Regions from separate parts of the Mus musculus genome. Here regions 1 and 2 are each linked to region 3. Evidence: chromatin contacts called from public Hi-C and Micro-C data. All regions are on one chromosome and are shown on one strand. Each heading gives the region's core, a stretch centred on a gene start, on an enhancer-like site or on the middle of the called end of the contact. The rest is flanking DNA. Distances are from core to core; before and after follow the strand shown.

Evidence for each region. A called contact is a pair of places that touch in the nucleus more often than the background predicts.
Region 1: a Micro-C map of embryonic stem cells shows a contact between it and region 3, with 8 times the contacts expected there. The contact joins the promoter of Cdk4 here to the promoter of Rassf3 in region 3. A contact is called at or near these places in 2 of 484 Hi-C or Micro-C datasets (B cells and embryonic stem cells).
Region 2: a Hi-C map of B cells shows a contact between it and region 3, with 5 read pairs. The contact joins the promoter of Bloc1s1 here to the promoter of Rassf3 in region 3.

What each region holds. Positions count from the first base shown.
Region 1 is chr10:127,061,602-127,064,814 of GRCm38.p6, forward strand. It overlaps Cdk4 (cyclin-dependent kinase 4), which reads left to right and starts at 1,934. Exons shown (of 8, transcript NM_009870.4): 1 at 1,934-2,158; 2 at 2,619-2,852; 3 at 2,984-3,119. The coding sequence starts at 2,635.
Region 2 is chr10:128,921,872-128,925,062 of GRCm38.p6, forward strand. It overlaps Bloc1s1 (biogenesis of lysosomal organelles complex-1, subunit 1), which reads right to left and starts at 1,653. Exons shown (of 4, transcript NM_015740.3): 1 at 1,504-1,653; 2 at 783-855. The coding sequence starts at 1,564.
Region 3 is chr10:121,474,508-121,477,955 of GRCm38.p6, forward strand. Rassf3 (Ras association (RalGDS/AF-6) domain family member 3) reads right to left here and starts at 1,743. Exons shown (of 5, transcript NM_138956.3): 1 at 1,496-1,743. The coding sequence starts at 1,603.

The DNA of each region.
Region 1 (3,213 bases), core at 684-3,183, 5.6 Mb after region 3:
TGCTTCTGCCCCAGTCCTCTGGGATTAAAAGCATGTGCCACCATAACCCATCACTGTTACGTTGTCGACCAGAAAAGTAAGAAGTTAGAATGGAATACACAGCAAAACAGGTAATAAAATAGTTTTAGCCTGGGTGTGGTGGCTCAGGTCTAGAACCCAAGCATGTGGACATTGCAGAGTCTGAGGCCAGCCTGGGCTACCTGGCAAGAAAGATCCAGTCTCAAAGAAAGAAAAGACAGAGAAAGGAAAAGAGAGAAAGAAAAGAAAAAAAAAGTGGTGCATACCTTTAACCTTAGTTCTTGGGAGATGGAGCAGGAGGATCAAGTATTTGAGGCTAGCTACGTGTCCATTTCAAGACCAACCTGGGCTATATGAGACCTTGTTCCATTAAAACAAAACAAATATCCACAATAAAATAAATCAGAGCCAAAATCGTTGCTCATGCCTATAAAAACAGCATTTAGGGGCTTTAGCACAAAAATTGCAATTAATTTGAGACCAGCCTCAACTCTAGTGTCTCAAATATGATTTTAGAATTTAGGGTTCAGGAATATAGCTCAGTGACTGAACCCATGCTTACTGCATATAAAAACACTAACTCCAAGCCGGGTGTGGTGGCACACGCCTTTAATCCCAGCACTCAGGAGGCAGAGGCAGGCAGATTTCCAAGTTCGAGGCCAGCCTAGTCTACAGAGTGAGTTCCAGGACAGCCAGGGCTACACAGAGAAACCCTGTCTCGAAAATCCAAAAAACCAACCAAACAAACAAACAAAAAAACACTAACTCCAATCCCCAGCACCCCCACCCCAAATCAATTTAAAATAGCTCTAGATTTTAGGCAATTTTTCACAAATGGGAACATGGTCCTTCATCCCATATCCCTAAGAGGTGGGAGACAATAAAGGAGTTGGAGCAGACGAAATCGTCACACAGATCTACCTCTGTCTAACTAGATTTCTGTAGGCAGACCATTTAGGAAACGCTGATCAGATCAAGAATATGTTCTAAGCTGGACTGGGGAAAAAATAGGAACATGACCCCAACGAGGAGTTGCAGGTTTGCAAAAGGACACGTCATCTTCCAGCAATGTGGTGGTGACTGACCCTGGACATGCTTACCCTGTCATCTGTTTATGCAATCACATATATATGTAGCAATCTTAGTGTAAAGACTCTTGTAAAATCAAGAACCCCTATTTTCAATCACTTCTTGCTGCTTTTAATATTCCTGGGGAGGTTTACAGGTTGGGAAGAGGGAGGGCATTAAATTGCTGCCCCCCCATACCCATACAGTGGCTTATTATATTTCCTTCTGTCCATCTTTTAATCCTAGTTTCCTCCTCAGATAGAAATTATTTATTCCCTGTTTTATAAGACCACAATTACCTATACTAGTTATCTTTATCATCACTTCAAAGGGCGAGTGACTGAGACACCAAAACAAAAACATCGCATACCAACTGGAAGGAAGCACTTAGTAAAATTGTGTTGAATGAATGAGTAAAAGAAAGACACAAATACGAATGTTTCCCCATGGCGGTGGAGTGGAAATGTTACAGCACCATTTCTGGCACCAGGATCTCCCACTAACACCTCGACCTCCCGCCCACTCAGAGACCCATAGTGAGACTGAAGATGCGCTCTGGCTCGGCCTTGAGCCCAGAGTTGAGAGCTGGTTGGCCCGGTTGCCATGACACCGCCTTGTGCTCCACCCTCTCTCGCCCCCACACACCCCCTCGGCAGTCAGGGTATGGCAGCCAGTCACGTGCCACACAGCGTAACCACACCTCTGCTTCCCAGCGCAAAGTCAAGGGGTCACGTGGGATAGCAACAGGTCACGTGGCCGTCAGGGCCCCGCCCCCTTCCCCACCACACCCCTCCCATCAAAGCAGCCCGGGTTGCCCACTGCGCAAGGGTGAAGATCACGTGTCCAGAACGTCCGGCGCCCGCCCCGCCCCCCGGGTTTCCGCGCGCCTCTCTGGCAGCTGGTCACATGGTGAGGGTGGGGGTGAGGGGGCCTCTCTAGCTCGCGGCCTGTGTCTATGGTCTGGCCCGAAGCGTCCAGCTGCCCGGGACCGATCCCCGGTGTATGGCGCCGCAGGAACCGGCTCCCGGGCCCAGATAAAGGGCCACCTCCAGAGCTCTTAGCCGAGCGTAAGGTGAGTGCAGTCTCATCCAGGATCGGGGGACCAGTCCCCGCCACCACCAGCACCCTCCAGCTCCCCACGCGTGCGCGTCGCTGGCTGATTATGGAAGGTGGCCCAATGGCGGGAAGTGGGGCCTTTGTGGTCGCGGGCAAGGGTGTGATTTTGGAGAGTGAAGTGCAGAATCTTCGGTGCAAACCCTGTGCACTGTGTGATCCTCTTTGTGCCTAGTGCGATGTCCTCCGAAAGGAAAGAAAGCATTCTTTTTCTTCCTCCGGGACAAAACGTGGCCGGAGGAGGAGGGTTTGATGGGAGTCTTTGTGTTACCTAAGGCGCGGGCCCTGGAAGTGTGGAGGGGTGGGATGTTGCTGATCGCGTTGGCGAGGTCTTGTGCAGGAGTTCCTTTGTTACCGCCGGGTCATCCCCCTCCTAACCGTGAGAGTGAGTTTGGTATTAGAAGCCTCTGTGATTGTAGATCCCCTGCTTCGAGAATGGCTGCCACTCGATATGAACCCGTGGCTGAAATTGGTGTCGGTGCCTATGGGACGGTGTACAAAGCCCGAGATCCCCACAGTGGCCACTTTGTGGCCCTCAAGAGTGTGAGAGTTCCTAATGGAGGAGCAGCTGGAGGGGGCCTTCCCGTCAGCACAGTTCGTGAGGTGGCCTTGTTAAGGAGGCTGGAGGCCTTTGAACATCCCAATGTTGTACGGTGAGAAGGTTGGATTGGGAGTGGGGCGGAGAGGACAATAGGACCCGTAAGGCAGGAGTGGGACCCTAGAACGCCAGAGGCCACGTTGAGACAAAGGGGACGACTAGCTGGTGATCATTTGTTCTTCTCAGGCTGATGGATGTCTGTGCTACTTCCCGAACTGATCGGGACATCAAGGTCACCCTAGTGTTTGAGCATATAGACCAGGACCTGAGGACATACCTGGACAAAGCACCTCCACCGGGCCTGCCGGTTGAGACCATTAAGGTGAGTAGGGGTGGGGCTGGGGGCGAGGGTGGACCGATCTTTGCAATAGAAGTTGTTGGGATTTTGAAGTGATACATAGTTTCCGGTGTTCTGT
Region 2 (3,191 bases), core at 403-2,902, 7.4 Mb after region 3:
GAGAGCTGTCTGGAGACAAAGGAGACCAGAGCCCCCAACCACAGCCATTCTTCCCCCTAATCTCCCCTCAAGATGAGTAATGGTTGATGACCCTAACCCTGCATGACTCCCTTGGATGAATCAGTCTCTGGATTTGCAACCAAGCCTGTCACTCGCCCTGGGCGGAAGGCATAGTATGTGCCTCCTTTCTTCCCATAGACAATCAGATCACCATCTCTGCACTCTTATGAGTCATGCAGGGCCAGGGAATCTTTCCAAGTCTTTGGATACCACTGGTCTTCTCATTGAGGGTTAAGGTTGGGGGAAGGGTCCCTGGAGACCCAGAAGGAAAGGAAGAGACAGCCTGGTTTTGTCACAGCTCTTGGCTTAGGCTCTTCCTTACTTCTACCAGCTGTGCCATCCTGTTCCTGCCATTTGTTTCGCAGGCTTTCCAGAGAGTAGGAGGTGAGGAAGGAAAGAGGGTACGTGGTGGAAGAGGTTGTCCTTCCCTCCCACCCAAGTGACAGCTGGACATATAAGGGTTAGTCGAGTTGGCCAGATGGCATCAAGTTGTGCCAGGGAAGTTAGTGTGGGGAGGGGAATTCTGTTTTCCCAACCACTGCAGCTGTCGCCCCCATCAGCGTTAGAGAGTGAAAGCTGACTCAAGTCTCCACAAAGTTACATTAGGGGGAGGGGACAGATCAGAGGAGTTACTGGAGCACCGGGTCCTTCTGAAAGCTGGCCCAGATGCTGTGTAACCAGGGTGGATGGAGGAAACCGGAGTTGAGGGAAGAGGTTCATACCCCACGTTGAGGTGATCCACCAACGCTTCGGTCAGGCAGGTCGCTGCAGCGATAGCTTCTCTCCTCCTCTTCTCTGGGGAAGGGGAAAGGGGTTGGAGCAGACTTCGTATTTGAAAGATGGTGCTAATGGGTCCTCACGCACTTATTACTGTTCTAGAAACTGCCAACTAATGCCAGACCTCTTAAAAAGAACCTTCCATACATAAACAAAACAAACCCCTTTATTTTGGAGGCAAAGAAACTGGGGCCCTGAGAAGGGAATGGACACTCCATCAGGTACGCCCAGGACTCTTCCTAGACATCCTTTTTCCACTACTTTGGGCAATGGATTGGCAACTCCAGGATTCCCAGTCTAGGCCTGGGGAAAGTTGTGCCTTAGCTGTGTGGCAGACTGGGCAGTCCCCAATTCCTCCCACTTCCGGGGTGAGAAGCTGGCTGGGCCAATTGGCAACGCGTTTCGCGCTCCAGGGGCGGGACTCAGGCGCCGCCTGGGCGGGATTGAGGGAGGTGGCGCAGGGACCCGAGTGGTGCCAAGGGGACCAGGGCTGGTTGGCAAGGGGACGGAGTTTCCAGAAGTGCCGCCCCCAATTCCCTGCCCGGCACTCGGGTCGCCCGCTAGCCGGCGCCCTCTCCTTGATCTGGGAGGTTACCCGAGGTCCAGGCCTCTGGAAGAAGCTAGGCCGCGGCCGGGAGCTGCCGACCGACCGGACGCTGAGCTCACCCTGCAGCTCCTTGCGTTCGTTCTGCTTGGCTTGGTGTTCTTTGAGCAGGCGGGACAGCATGGTCGAGTCTGGCTGGGTGTGGGCACGGCGGACCCCTCCCTAAGGCTGCAGGAACTGGACTATGCCTTGGCTCACCCGGAAGGCGTCACGTGATCGCAGTATCACGTGACGCAAGAGCCTCCCTCTGCTTTTGGCATCTGGTGGTTGGTATTGAGGAGCTAAAGGAGCGAAGTGGAGGGTTGGTTGCTTGGTGGGTGAGCTGTTCGCTAATGAGGCTCAGTTTCTGGAGTCAGGAACACTTTTCGCATTTAGTCATGCTGAAGAGTCAGTTTTCACATGCTCTGGCTGTCGGGTTTTGAGAGGATTGGTGTCCTGATGCTGTCCACTACACTTCTGTTACTAGGGTAGCAGAAGCTCTCTGAACTCATTGAAATTCTTCTCCTTCCCTCACCTTACCTCCTGGCAATGCCGGCCGATTCTCAGTGGATTCCCAGCTTCCTCTCCCTAGAAGAGAATGCTTTCTCTTATTTCCCAGCCCTCTTGTCTTCTCACCTCTCCACCGAGGTTCTCTCAGCTCTGGGTGATCACTGTAGAGCAGCATTTTAGGCACCTCAAGCAGCCTTCTAGGGAGCTTTGCTAATGTTGCGGGCAGTGAGTGGTGAATGCGCAGATCTATCTCTGTCCTTTTGTGGTCAGGGAATGCGAACCCATTTTAGTCGTGGCAGAAGCGTAAGTGCTACTGCCAAAGTGAAAGGTAAATTATACAGTGCTTCTCCGACTAAGGAGGAATGCTTCCAGGACTAATTCCAACTAGAAAAATTATAAACACCATCAATTTATTGCTGTTGTTTCTCTCTCTCTCTCTCTCTCTCTCTCTCTCTCTCTGTCCCCTAGGCTCCTTGTGCTTTTCATGGTGGCCAGGAATCCACCAGCGCTACAAGTAACCGGAGCTAAGGGGTGCATTACAAGTGTGCAGACATACCATGTGTCCCACAACTTTGATTCTAGCAGGCCTGAGGCAGAAGCAGGAGGATGTCTGTGTATTTGAGGCCATCCTGGTCTACAGAACAAACTTTGGGGCAGCTAGCAATATGTAGAGAGACCTTGTCTCAAAGCAGAAACACACAGACCACAAAAAAACGAATGTGGAGACATGCTGGCCAAACTTTGGTCAATTTTCTTACCCATTCTGAGCTTTAGTTTGATTGTTAATAAACTAAGGTGATTAGACTAATGTTTAGCTCTGGCTAAAGAGTAGAACCGCATTGAAGAGTTTGTAAATAATACTGTCATGTATGGTATACTGATGCAAACCTGTCAGGGGGCTGAGGTGGAAGAATGGGGAGTTCTAGATTAGCTTGGGCTACATAGCAAGACCCTGTCTCCTACTCCCAATTAAAAAGAAACTTGATCCCAAATTTATTTATTAAATAGACTTTCTGAAGGATTGATCTATGTATGTATGTATGTATGTATGTATGTATGTATGTAGCTAGCTAGCTATCTAGCTATCTATCATCTCTGTATCAGGTGATTCCAGAGTGCTTCCAAAGCTGAGGGACGTGGGGCTAATTCATGTCTGAGACTGTTTACAGCTTTGTCATCTACCCAGCTACCCATTTTCTGAGTTATGGCGCAGATGAAGTTGATAGCTTGGATCCAGTAGCAGGGCAAATGGATGCAGAAC
Region 3 (3,448 bases), core at 493-2,992:
CTTCCAACCACAGCATTCTGGCTGGACCCCCGTGGAGGGGACTCCCACACCGGTAGAATTCAAGAACCCCCTGGTTTTCTGGAAATTACCAGGCACTTCTGGAATACAAGTCAAACTGGCTCAAGCTCTTTACAAGGCAAACGGGAGGGGAATATGTAAAGTGGTGAAGAACCCCAATGAGGGAAAAACTAGATGAGAAAGGGGGAAAAGGCCATTTCTTGTCTGCCCCACAGGAGGTAGGCCAGGCAGTGTGGGAGTGGGAGTCGTGGGTAATCTCTGACTTCCAAATTCCCCCATTAGCACATTCTACTGAAAATAAAAGGTCACCCTAGTAAACGGAGCAACCTGAAGTCTGAGGATAAAGGCATGCTACCACCCACCCTAGCTAGCCCTTCACTAGGGGACTAGTTGTTAGCAATAATGACCTCATCCTAGCCTTTCACCCTCCTCCTCCTCTTAGTTTGGAAATCTAATAGACCAAAAAGCCTAGAACTTCCAAATCTGATAAAGGAGTTTTACTTTAGAAAACAACGGCCTGTTAAACTTAAAAGGGTTGGCAAGGGCAGTCTGGGCAGAGATTTCTCTCCACCAAAATCCCCATCACTGGGCCTCTGAACGATTAGTTTCTCTTGTTTTTCATCTCCAGAGTTGACAGAAACCTCTGGTGTGCGTCTGTGGTGTTTTTAGGAGCAACAAGTTTGTTCCGTTAAAGCTCCTATATCTGACGAGAGCGTGGCCGAGCTGGCCAGGCTCCCTGGTGCGGCTTCCAGGGCCAGAAGGCCACCGGTTAAGCGCCGACCTTACAAGTCCGGCCAAAGTGCCCCATTTGGAAGACGCCCCTAAAAAAAAATAATAATAATCCCTGTCCCGATCTGTGAAACTGGCACAACTTCCCGTACTGTCTTTTCCCAAGCCACGCTTCCCACGGCACCCTTCCTCCAAAAAAGGAAGAAATCGGCGTAAGGCTCAGCCCTCTGGAGCTAAGTCTACCCAGGACGTCCGCAGGACCCGCAAACCGGACCTGATGAGACCCAGACTTTAGTGAGCACCGACGATCGCCCGGTCCCTTTACCCTGCAGCTTGCCCGCACCGGGGCTGCTCGGTCACTTTGGGCTATTGCGTGCCCTCAAGCCACTCAGGGCCATCGAGCAAACTGCAGCTAGAAGCAAACTGCAGCCAGGACGGCGCGGTGACCCGGCCGTCGCCCCGAAGGGCTGTCGGGGGAGCCATCCCGAGTGGCCCGGGGACCTCCCGGCTCTTTGGAGCTGCTCCCGCAGCCGGCGTCCCCCAAGCAGAGAGGCCCAGGCCATCTGGCTCCGCGCCCTTCCACCTCCTTCCTTCGCCTCGGGCGGCCCACGCCCACTGCACAGGCTCCCAGCACCTTTCAGGCGCCGAAAGGGCAAAGGCCACTCTCAGAGCCCCGCAGCCCTCGGGCGAGCATCGCCCAGCGCGGGCGCAGACACGTGGAGCCAAGACCCCCGAGCACGCCACTCACCGGCTGACCCGAACGGGACTTGCCCGGAGGCGCTCTCCTGAAGAAGGAGGTCCTGGCGGTGAAGAAAAAGTCCTCGTCCTCCTCGAGGCTGCTGTAGCCGCTGCTCATGCTGCTGGTCCGGTTGCGCGCAGGGGGCCTCCCCGGGGCGCAGGCGGCCAGGCCGGGGTGCGGCGCCCGCCCGCCCCGTGAGGTTCCCGGCGCGCGGCCCCGAGCCGCCGGCAAGCCGTCCTGCTGCAGCTGCAGCCGCCGCTCAAGCCGCCGTCTGGTCCCCTCCCGCAGGATCAGCCGCCCTCTCCGGGCGCCTCCCGGCTCTGGTGCGCCACGACCCCGCCCCCTCCTGGACCCAGCCCCCCACGCCTGGCAAGGCCCCACCCACCTCAAACCAGACCCCGCCCAGCCAAGACCCCGCCCCCAGCCCGTCAAGGACCCAGCACACGCCACGCCCCTGCTACCAAGGCCCCGCCCAGGCCCCGCCCCACGGGCCTCCGCTGCTGCGTCCTGCCCAGCTCCGCGCGCGCAGGTGGGGCCCCGCCCGCGGCCCTCAGCCACGCCCCTCCGTCCTAGCACCGGTGGACTGTTGGAGGAAGGTGGGTTCGAGCACCGCCCCTGCTGGAACAGTTCTCCCGAGGGCTTCCCCAACCTCCCGGAATCTGCAAACTCCTCAGTGATTTCCCGTCACTGGAGCCGAAGTTTTGGAGAGGGCGGCAATATAATGGAGAACTTTTCCCACTCTCCTTCGGGCTCGGCCTTGGTGGAAACGGTCTGGGTCGAGGGGGTCGAGCCACGCGTGCGGCTGGCCCCTCCCAAACCGTTATAAGTTAGCAGAGGTGGGTGGGGTAAGAGCGACTGGGTTGTGCTTATTTGAAAGAAAACATCCTCTCTGGTTCTTTTGAACTTCGGTGGTAAAGCTTTCCCGCCTCCCTGTGGCGAAGGCGTGTCCCAAATGTGGATGGCTAAAGCAGTTGAGAATTTGGGGGACAAATTTCATAATCACCGAACAATCCAGTACTTTTAATTTAAATGCACTTTGGAAATGTCGCCTCCCACAAGCAACCTTACATGGTCACCCCATGGGGGAGCAAGTAGATTAGACCACTCCGTTCTCACCCACACAACAAAAAACAAGGTTTCCCTTCGGGAATCTGCTAAATTTTTAAAATGCGACTTTTTTTTTTTTTTTTTTTTTTTGCTTAGGGTGACCTGGGGGGTCGTTTTCCCCTTGGCGTGATGGAGTTGACTTGAGTCCTACTAACTTGCTTGCAAGAGACCTTGATGGGAAAGAGGGTTTGAAGCTTTAAGGCTGCTATGATATGCAGGCCGTAGCAGAATTTTTGTTTTGTTTTTTAAGGAGTTTTTTAAAAGAGAAACTCGTCATTGCTTATGGCTAAGCCCTTTTCTCCTCTACTCCCCCAGTGCTGTGACTAAAACATAAAGGTAGCAGTCGCCTTCAGGCTGAGACCCGCTGCTTCTGTGGCGTTTTTGTGTACCCTTCCTGGAATCAGGACTGAGTGCCTAATCGTCACTTGAGAACGAGAAGGGGGGAAAGCCAGACCGGAGAGAAGTCTGGGACAAGGGAAAGAAATGGCTCCTGTGTAGTTCCTTCCTCCCTCGGGCAGAAAGAAGGCTGACTTATCTGCCTTCCTGCAGATTTATTCACGTGTTCAGCATGCAAACTGGCCTTTCACTCCAGGGAACTCACCCCCAGAGGGGCCTTAGAGTCACAGCCTATTTTAAAGCCCTTACTTGAAAGACTTCTTCCCAGGCACCACTCGACTATGGATGACTAGAAAGCAGAGTCTGGCTTTACTCTTCCTTTAGCCGGAAAGCCTTACTTTACAGGTTCCTTGTGTACTTAGGAGCCAAATGTAAGAGAAGAGGACAATCACTCCATGCAAGATTTGTCTTCTTTAACTCCTACTGTGACATCATTCAGATAATGCCATATTGAAATAA